Regions from separate parts of the Anas platyrhynchos genome. Here regions 2 and 3 are each linked to region 1. The links are chromatin contacts, called in public Hi-C maps. All regions are on one chromosome and are shown on one strand. The core of a region is the stretch at or near the end of the contact, and the rest is flanking DNA. Distances in the headings are between cores, read along the strand shown.

The links. A called contact is a pair of places that touch in the nucleus more often than the background predicts.
Region 2: a Hi-C map of liver shows a contact between it and region 1, with 2.2 times the contacts expected there. The contact joins the enhancer-like site here to the promoter of LSG1 in region 1. A contact is called at or near these places in 2 of 8 Hi-C or Micro-C datasets (liver and skeletal muscle).
Region 3: a Hi-C map of subcutaneous adipose tissue shows a contact between it and region 1, with 3 times the contacts expected there. The contact joins the promoter of PPP1R2 here to the promoter of LSG1 in region 1. A contact is called at or near these places in 2 of 8 Hi-C or Micro-C datasets (skeletal muscle and subcutaneous adipose tissue).

The regions. Positions count from the first base shown.
Region 1 is chr9:12,723,771-12,727,063 of IASCAAS_PekinDuck_T2T, reverse strand. It overlaps LSG1 (large 60S subunit nuclear export GTPase 1), which reads left to right and starts at 1,800. Exons shown (of 14, transcript XM_072042330.1): 1 at 1,800-1,940; 2 at 2,129-2,246; 3 at 2,392-2,512; 4 at 2,968-3,054. The coding sequence starts at 1,815.
Region 2 is chr9:12,498,508-12,501,800 of IASCAAS_PekinDuck_T2T, reverse strand. No RefSeq gene overlaps it. Among named protein-coding and RNA genes, the nearest start is that of OPA1, 71 kb to the right of the region's middle. Within about 2 kb of position 1,775, at least 4 of the 8 cell types and tissues checked have an H3K27ac peak or open chromatin away from gene starts, as enhancers often do.
Region 3 is chr9:12,881,592-12,884,884 of IASCAAS_PekinDuck_T2T, reverse strand. It overlaps PPP1R2 (protein phosphatase 1 regulatory inhibitor subunit 2), which reads left to right and starts at 1,757. Exons shown (of 8, transcript XR_011811279.1): 1 at 1,757-1,988. APOD (apolipoprotein D) reads left to right here. Exons shown (of 5, transcript XM_027464777.3): 5 at 35-1,090. The coding sequence ends at 270.

The DNA.
Region 1 (3,293 bases), core at 551-3,050:
TCTGCCCGATGTCCCAGTGCCACGAGGGTTGCCCCTGTCCGTGTGGATGGGACCGGGGAGCCACGGGGCAGCGGGGCTGAGCCCAGGTCAAGCCAGTGCCTGGGAAGCTGGAGAAATCCCCTGCCTGCTCCGATGCACGTGGCCCTGCCTGATTAACCTTCCCCCACCCCAACAGGCAGGAAGGTGATTTTATCTTTGTGTGGCTGGTGGAATAAGCGGAGTCTGAAAAACTTGCTGGAGGGCACCAGCAGGGTTGGTGCCTTCCCAGCGCTCAGCCTGCTCCTGGAGAGGAGTGAGCTCACTCCCACAAGACCAGGCTCCCCCTTTTCCTGGTGGTCCCAGGTGCAGGATGGTTTCAGCGCGCCCTATGGCATGTCATGGTGGCCCTTCTGCCAGGCCCAGGGCTCCTCTGGCACCTCTGTCCCACCCGTGAGGACAGCCTGGTGCTGCTGCTGGCTCTGTGTGCCAGTTTGTCCCCTCCCTGGCCAGCCCTGTCCCAGCTGCTCTCCAGACTCTGGGTGAATACATGGTGCCCTCCTGCCTGGCAGGAGCCCTGCCGCTCTTCAGGCCCATCTCCCTGCCGTGCTGACACGTGTCTGACTGCAGCTGCAAACAAGGGGATTCAGGCAGATGCAATGCTGCACAGAGCAGAACTGTCCGTGTGTCCTTTCAGGGGTGCCTTGGGGGGCAGGGGGTGGTTTTTAGTGTATCTGCTTGTCAGGCTTGAGCTGGTAATACCGCTGAATCAAGCATTGTGAAACCGCATGAATAATGAATAGCCATCACATGAATATTTCAGAGACACAGTCCTGAGATCTCCCAGTGCTGCCTTAAAGGAAAATGGAGGAAAAGTTGTCCAGAAAGAACAATGTTTCCTTTAGGCAAAATGCACTGGCACTGCTGGCTTTTGAAAATGAGCTGCTGCTACTAAATAATTCTCAGGATTTGCATGAAAAACTGGAGCAATGGTTTTGCTCCAAGGCAGAAGAAGTTGGGAGGGAAGCCAGCCTTTTTGGTACTAGCAGATGATTACCCCGCAGTGGAAGGAGAGCAGACTTTGCCTTTGTCTGTCCAGGATTTTTTGTGAGCAGTCCCAGCAGCTGTGGCCGCCCTCCAGCCAGCCAGGCGCTCTGTTAACACGGAGCAGAGGAGCCTGGTGGTGCAGCCAAGCGGGGCTGTGCTGCTGGAGGTTTTGTGCCCGTCTCCTCCGTGCTGTCCCGAGCTCTCAGCCCCTAATGTATGTGCATGGGTACCCAGGCCACCTCTATGCAGCTCCTGTGTCTTCTCCTAGAAGACTTTTACTCCTTGGTAAATGTCATCTATGAGAAGCAGGTTGCCAGGTGAAGTACAACCGAAAGAAACCCATCTTGCTCAGGTAGACGCAGCACAGCGATGGGTGGGCTGGGGAACGCTGCAGTTAAAAATAGGGAATTAAGGACCTAGGCGAGACTTGGCTGTCTCTGTCACTTGGCCACCCAGTCTGCATCTCCCTCAGCACTGCTGTGTGCAGTGACCCTTGCTGATGCACCCTGCTGAAGGCCTGAGGTGGGTTTGTGGAAGGAGGCTGGATGAAAGCTGGTGAGGTGCTGAGCAGCGGGTCGTTGGCTCAGTCCTCTGCTGATGGCCCCCTGAGGCACCAGGACCACCGTGTGCCCTCCGTGTGGTGGTTTTGGGCGAAAAAACGAGGGGAAAGAGGCAGCTGAGCGGGCTGCAGGCATCCCACCGAGCCTTTCTTTCTTTGCACACAGGGACAGCCGGCGGGGCAGGGCCGCGGGGCCGGGCAGGGCACACAGAGGGGACAGCGGGGACGCAGGATGGGGACAGGGAGAGACCCTGTCAGGGACCCTGACAGGGACGGCCACGGAGCCACCGGGCGGAACCTTCCCTCCCCGGAACGGCGCAGCGGGGCCGCGGCGGAGCGGCGGCTGCGGGGAGCTCCGGTTGCCGGGGCGGCCGGTTCCGGGCGGGCCGCATGGGGAGGAAGCGGGGAGCGGGGCTCGGCCGCTGCCTGCAGCGGGGCGCGGGGCGCCGCGGGGCCGCCTCATGGGTAGGGCGGCGGGGATGGGGCCGGGGGTGTACAGAGGGGGTCGGTGCGGGCTAACGGTGCCCTCTTGTCCCGTCCCGGCAGCGGCACGCCAGCGAGGTGGGCGACGAGGCTGGCCCCGAGCAGCGGTCGGCGGTGGAGCAGAGCCCGCTGGAGGAGTTCCTGGCCACGGCCGAGCTGGCCGGCACCCGCTTCGTGGCCGGTGAGGGGCTGGAAAGGGCCTTGGGGGGAGTGTGGGGCTGTGGGGATGGGGCAGGGGGGCTGGGGTAATGGGGGCAGGCAGCAGGGGTGCTGCCAGGCACATCAGGCTCTGCGTGACCGCCTCTGTCTGTCTGTCCATCCCTCAGAGCGGCTGAACATCCAGTTTGTGTCTGCGCAGAGCCGCACCGGGCTGCTCACGGCGCAGGAGGCCCAGCACGTCCAGCAGCTGCACGAGGAGAACCGGCGGTTCCTGCGCATCCCGAGGAGGTGGGTGATGCTGGGCTGGGCGCCCGCTGAGGTGGTGGCTCCCGTGTGGGCTCTGTCAGCCTGGGGACGCTGCTTTGTCACCCCCGTGTTATGGGGGGTGCCGTGACCTGGCCTTCCACCCAGCAAACCTTTCAGACCTTTTATGCGCAGCAGACAGAGAGATGAATCTTCTGTTTTCAACGCCCTGCAAATCTCAGCTGGGGAGACCAACTGTGTGAGATATGCTGTGTGTAGGGTAATGTCCATTTCACTTTAGCTGTCGGGGTTTAAAGGGACCAAGGAAATGAGAAGTACTTAAAGCAGCAGCAAATAGTTGCCTGTACGTGTGACGTACAACCACGTCACTGTAACTGAGTGTGTGGTACCTGTGTTCTTTGTAGATGCTTGCTATAATAATATAACTGGTATAACCACTAAAACTTTTGACCATCTGCTCCAAAATGCGTTTGTTGCAGGCCATATTGGGATAGGACAACCAGTGCAGAAGACTTGAAACAAGCTGAGAGGGAAAGCTTTCTTGAATGGAGGCGACAGCTTGCCCAGTGAGTATGCACTTGCGTGTGTGTGGTGTATGGCTGTTCAGATTTGGACCCTTCCCCAGGAAGAGATGGGTTGTACTTATCCTTGTTAGACATCTAAAATTAACCTCTTCTCAGTGGCTCCTTGTACTTCTTCTAGAAGGTTGGACATCCCAGTCACAGTACAGACACACCTTTGTGGTGAGCTGCACGTAGTTCTACTGTGCGTGCACATTCTTGTACTGCTTACAGCCCAAATTCTT
Region 2 (3,293 bases), core at 526-3,025, 230 kb after region 1:
ACAGTCCCACTCAGGTTCTGGTGTCACCCCCCCCCATGTCTATCATTTAAAGGACTGCCAACAGACCCCTGCTGTCCCTTCTTGCCTGTCTGTGTGCCTGCTCGTTCTCCCAGGCTCAGGTCCCCATGTGTCCTCTCTGGGGCCACTTACTCTCACAGACACGCAGGATTCCTCCCTCTGCTCACTCCCCTGGCTCCATGGCACTGGGCCCAGCAGCCAGCTCCTTGCCTGGAGCTCTGGGATCCCTCAGGAAGGAGAATGGAACAAGCAGAAAAAAACTCCCGGAGAAAACTCTGCTGCATGCCTCCTAAGACTTTTTCTCCGTGGACAATGCACAGCTACAGTTCCTAACAGCCAGCAGCCCCATCCGGAATCCTGCCAGATGCTTTTACAGATCAGTATGATCCTAAGACCTTGGTCTCTGTTTCTGCCCTGCCAGATTTACTGGATAACCTCTGCAAAGTGATTCCCTCAGTCCCAATGGTAAGAAATATTTAGAGGCTGATGCTGCGTGTGATAAACAGCACAACCCTTGGCAGCAGTAAGGCAGACCCTTCCCCTCAGCTGTGACCACAGCTTCTCCTTATTAAGCTCTTTACGTCATTAAGTGGCCCCACCGGGAGCAGCAGAAAGCACAACTGGGAACATTAATGAAGATCTACAGCATTACAAGGAAAAGCTCAATGAATCAATGCCTCGTGCCTTATTCCCATGGCTATGACATGTCCCCATTAGTAACAGGAGAGGGTTTGAAACAGGAGAAACCTCCCCTTCTCCTCTTTCCCACTCGACAGGGTTGCACTGCTCAGCAGCGATAGCTGCTTGCAGGCCACAGAGGTGGCTCTGGCTAACTTTGTGCCCTGGTGCACCCCCTGTGTCAGTCCTCACCCAAATGCTGCCCACACCAGCAGCTGGGACGCATGCTGGCTCTGTCACACATCCCTTCTGCCAGCTGGCAGCAGCTGCTTCACTCCCAAAGCAACCATCCCCCTTCTCTAGGGACAGAAGTGAGCCATCACTGGGCACCAGGGCTCAGAAACTCAGCCAGCAAGAGATATGAGGCAGAAAGGGAGGATTAGGAGACTTTAGGCTGCTTTAGGGAAACCCAAAAAACATATATAAGCCATCAGCTTGCACAGATGAGAAGCAGTCTTACCTACTGGAACGAAGATCTGTGGCACGTGTTCAAAGCGTACGAAAGGAACCCGGGTGCACAGCCAGGGGATTAGGAACGGGCTTCACACCTGCACGCATTCACCCACAGCTGGATTCATACAGCGGCCAAATAGCTCCGAGAAGCAGGGGGAGACGGTGAGGGGAGAGGCTGGGGCTGAAGCTTCATGACTGTTGCAGGATGAAGACAAAGACCCACGTCAGGCACAGCCACAAGCAGTGATGCTCTGCAACTGCTGCAGGTATCCCTCCCGCAGGTCCCTGTCCTAGTGCACAGCCCTAGGGACGGGAAACTGCTGAGGAGGTTCCTGCACCAACACCCTGAGGGCAAGGGCTGGTTGTGGGAGCAGACCTACACTTTTCTGCCCTGGGTCACACCTTGGGAACATTTTGATTTCCATCAGCAGGCACAAAAATTGGTGAAAATCAAGGAAACTTGACCAGATTTCCCCCATATTTCATGTACATGCTCAGCAAATAAATCAGTGACCTTCAATTGCTCAGTTGTTAAGTTTTATACTCAGGGTCATGCAGCCACAGGGTGCAGAGGCATACACGTGTACCTATCAATGGCACAGAAACAGCTCCAAGGCTGTCTTGCAGGGAGTTACTGTACACAGGCCCTGGTTTTCCGCTGTTCTTCCTAGCACCTACTCTGAGTAGGGGCAAGGACTACACAAAATAACGATGTGTTTCTTTGCAAGGGATTTCTGTGTAGGGATGAGTTCCCTCTCCAGCAATGACAGTGTGAGAGCTCACGTGTTAATGAAGGACAGCACCAAGTGGGACAGAGCAGTAATAAGGCTTATGCAGAGGGTAGATCAAGGGGGCTGTAGAGCTTTAGGCCTTCTAGTAGGTTTGGCAGCAATCTTTACGGTACACAGCACAGTTCCCATGGCATTGATAATGATTCTTATACCAGTACTAATCAATCCCATCCATAGTTCCCCAAGAGCCTACTCCTTGCAAAAAGGATTACCAGTAACACTTGCCTGCAGCATGGAAGGAACAGATCACAGATCTGAGCTCCCTGTGAATGTATGTTAGGCAGTAACAGCCATCCCCTCCTAGGCCTGTTATGCTTTTGATAGCCAAAAATAAGACGGGGAGTTGGTCTGTGAGGCAGCCTTGTAAGCCTGCCTACACCCCACAGCAAGGTAATAACATACCCGTGAAAGCACCGACCACTTCCACTTCGCCTTTCCTTAGGTTCAAACCACAGCTCCTGTTCTCTCCTAACCTTCTCCCTCAGCAGCCTGTCGGTGCCCCTTAGTTCTCCAGGCTTCTCCTCCGGGCCCCCACAGGTCACCAGCACCACGGAGTCAGCCTTGATATGGGCAGGATGTCACTTGACCCAACATTACTGACACGGTGACCATGTCTATTACTCACAAGAGAGCTTTGCCCAGGTAATCTGCTTGGTGACTTGGGGAGCTCGTCTCGGGGAGTTGGGAGGGGATAGCAGCTAGGGACTGCCGGGTACCACACATTTATCCAAGTGTCTGTGATGGGCATGTCTTGGCCTTGTCACCGGGCAAGTTTAACCCCGGAGATTTAACACATTAGTGAGTGTCAGCCTGACAGTACTTTCCCCTCAAAAGGAAAAGCCCAGAACAAGACAGTGTCAAGCAACCCTTTTCAGCAGCTCCCATGCCAGGAGGGCCACAAATCCCCATAGGAGGAGGCACCATAGCATGGACCTCGTCTGTCTTGGTCTTTGCTGAAAAGCACAATGAAAGAGCCAGTCAGCAACAGCACATGTCAAAATCTGCCTTTAATACCACTACAGTGACCGGCGTTGTTCCAGTGGTCACCCTCTCCTTTCACAAACACCTAGAGAACAAAGTGCGATACTGGGCGCAGGAGCCCAGTTCCAGCTCATGCTGCCTCATTATCTTCTCAGCCTTGTTTAGTCTTTGTCTCCAACGTAGATGGTAAACTCACAGGGGCAGTGACCATGACTTAGTTCACTGAGTGCCAGACAACTGCTGGAGTTCAGTTAATGATGAGACAACTCCCATAGGTCCATTGTCTTAAATGGGAATTTTGGCTAAGCGAAGACTTCAGGGATTTACCCAATAACAAGTCAGTAATTCAGGATGCACTTAAAGACGCATTCA
Region 3 (3,293 bases), core at 508-3,007, 160 kb before region 1:
CTGCCGCGTGTAACCGAGCCCTTCCTTCCCCTAGTCATGCCTTCTGCCCCTTACTGGGTAATCTCCACCGACTACGAAAACTACTCGCTGGTGTACTCCTGCACAAACATCCTCTGGATCTTCCACATTGACTACGCCTGGATTATGTCAAGAACTCCCGACATGCACCCGGAGACTGTGGAGCACCTGAAGAGCGTCCTCCAGTCCTACAAGATCGACACTGAGAAAATGATGCCCACGGATCAGCTTAACTGCCCCGCTGAGATGTAACTCCCAGCACGCAGCCACACAGCACCAGACCAGCTATGAACTTTGTTGCTTTTGTTATTAGCCATTAGATTTCTCTTTGTAACAGAGAAATGCAATAATCCCCTTGCTAATGGTAGTTTGCCAGCCCTGAGTCACTCCGTGCTGTTGTTCCCTCTGTTGCTGTTCTCTGTTTCATCTCACTCTGCCTGACTTTGGCAGAGTGGCTGATTCAAAGCTGATGGGTGCAGAACAGAAACCCTGACGTGCAGGCGTGAAGCTCTGCTGTTGCTGCAAATCCTGCAGCGGGGGGAGGCAGAAAGTTATGAGCTGCTATGTGCAAATGTTAGCCCCAGGGGGAACCATGCACCCATAAGTTGTTTTGATGCTTCTGGGCCCGCCGGGAGCACAGGGTGTCTGAGCACAGGGTGTCTGAGCACAGGGGGTCAGTGCTGCAGCCTGGGGCTGGGTGCTTTGAGCACATTTTCTGGTGTGGGGCAGTAGGTGGAAGCTACTGCCAAGTCAGTAGATCTACTTGCTAGGGTTTGGGTCTGGCCTTTTTTAAAGTCTGAAAATGTCCAGAAAAACAGCATTGCTCCATCCCGGGTGTCTGTACACGTCTTCCTGTGCCCCTTGCGAGGCTGGTCCTGCACTACCCGAGCTCCGAGCGTACCCATTAGCAGACAGAACGAGTGGGGGCTGCTCGCTTGGTCTCTGCTCCCAAGGCTTCCCCCTGCTCATCACCTCCTGTGCACCCACTGTCTCTGCCCCTGCCCTGCCAGAGGCTCTGCTCCAGCTCTGCTCACATAGCACCGCTGCAACTCATTAAAACGAAATCCAAACACCTGCTTCTGGCCCTCTCTGCCTTCCTGCCTGTGTGGCATGCTGTCGGCTGGGCGCCCACCTCCGTGCTTCTGCCTCCTGCCTGGGAGGGCCTGGCTGCAGGGGGCTTACCCCTGCTGTTGGGGGGGCAACCTGGTGTGGTGCAAAAAGGCACCTCGTAAGCAGCTGTTGGAGTGCTGGGATGCCCTGTGCAAAGCCAAGGTGCTTTTGTACACACCTGGGTTTTATTGTGCTGGGAGAAACTTAAAAAAAAACACAAAAAACAGCTGGGGAGGGAGTAGAGGGACTCGGGGTGCTCATTGCTTTTGCTCTGCAGCTCGCTGAGGACAAATGCCATCGTGCTGGCAGCCTGCTGGAAGCCACCTGCACCATGGCCACCCCTGCTGCGTTGTGTCCATGGAATAAACCCCTTGCCGTGCCCTCAGCACGCAGCAGGTGCCGGGCACCTCAGCACCACCGAGTGAAGGGGGGGATGCTGCGGCCGGGGGGGCTCCCTCGCCTCAGGGGCAGGCTGGGGGCGAGGCAGGAGCGACTCCCCGCAGCCCCCAGCAGCGGGCTCGGCCTCCCCTCAGCTCCCGTCCCTGAGGGCCCGGGTCCCCCCGTGAGGCGGGCGGGTGGCTGCGGTCCGCCGGCCGCCAGGGGCCGCGGTGGGGCCCGGCGGGGCCGTGAGGCGAGGCCGTGAGGCGAGGCGGGGCCGTGAGGCGCGGGCCGGAGGCGGGCGGCTCGGCCATGGAGGCGCCCTCGGTGTCCTCGGTGCCGGCCGCCTCCGCTTCGGGGGCGCCGGCGGGGCGAGGGCCCATCAAGGGCATCCTGAAGAAGGGCGGCGGGAAGGCGGCGGGGGGCAGCGCGGCCACCGGGGCCAGGCGGGCCAGCCCGGCCCGCGACGACGACGAGCACGGGTGAGGCCGCGGAGGGGAGGAGGAGCGGGGCCGGGGGGTGCTGGGGGGCCGCGGGGCTGCTTTGTGGTGTGGGCAGCGGGGTAACGCTGCCGGTAAGGGCAGTAACAGCAGCTGTGTTCGGCAATGCTCAGCGAGCAGCCTCCAGACTGAGCAGCAGCAGCGCGCTGGGTTAGTCCCGAAAGCCTCGAGGTGGGCTTGGGCTGTGGGGACCTCCCCTCCTGCCTGCTGTGAGCGCCCGGTGTGTGGTGACAGCGCCCTGAGACGCCATCGCATTGTGGTGACCGCATTCTGCACACCCGTGTTTGTAGGAGCTCTTTGGGCAGTTTTCTTCGCTTGGGACCTCAGTTGGTATTGCAAGGAGAGGAATAACAACCATCAAAATGTGCGTGCAGGGTCCTTTCTGTCATGGTCATGTTCCTTTTCCTCTTTGCCTAGTCTAAGTCAGCCAGGTAGGAACTCAAAGTTGTTCATTTTCTGTACTGCCTGTGGCAAAGGCTCCTGCTTTCCAGAGAGACATTATTACGACTGAAGGAGTGGCCTGATATTTTTGAAGAAATGGAGTGTAAGTAGCAATACACTGCACATGAGTTGTGTGTGTTTTTTTTTCCTCCTCTAGTTTTAATATAAGCACTACATACTTATTATCACGCCAGGCATACAGTGAAACTGGCTGTGAGGGGCCTCTGTTTCATTTTCTGTGGTCTTTCTTCTACCAGCTTCAAGAGTGATCAGAAATACAAGCAAATGAGCTGAGTGTGTGGTGTAGCTGGGGGTAAGCAGTTAAGCAGACAGGAATCCAGCTTCTTGTTCTTATTTACTGACGTGAATCAATAAATGTGTTATTAGATTAATTCTGAAATTGCCTTGCAAGTTAAAGCACATTGCCTAAATCTGGTACACTGCATTAGAAGATTTCCTGGAAAGATCAGGATGGGGAATTTAAAGCTAGTTTGCGTGCAGATATCATTTTTTTAGTTGGTGACTTCATTACATCAGCGTTGCTTCTAAATTTAGCAAAATCATTTTGTGTTCTAAAAGAATTGGAAGCAGTGCAGCTGTGATGTTCCTTGCAGACTGAAAACTGGCATATGAATTAAGGTATGTTTTCTTTGTGCACCTCAATCAGCAGCCTCCATACTTCTTTCTAATACTGAAAGTCAGATCTGACTTTCCTTTAAAAATAGCTGCAGATAAAGGAACTCATTGTGTCAGCTGTCATCTTGTAAAGTACCGTGTTCAGAAGAGCTCTCACGTATTTGCATCATTATCGACCTGGTACTGTTAGTGATGGTGAAATTCTTTGCA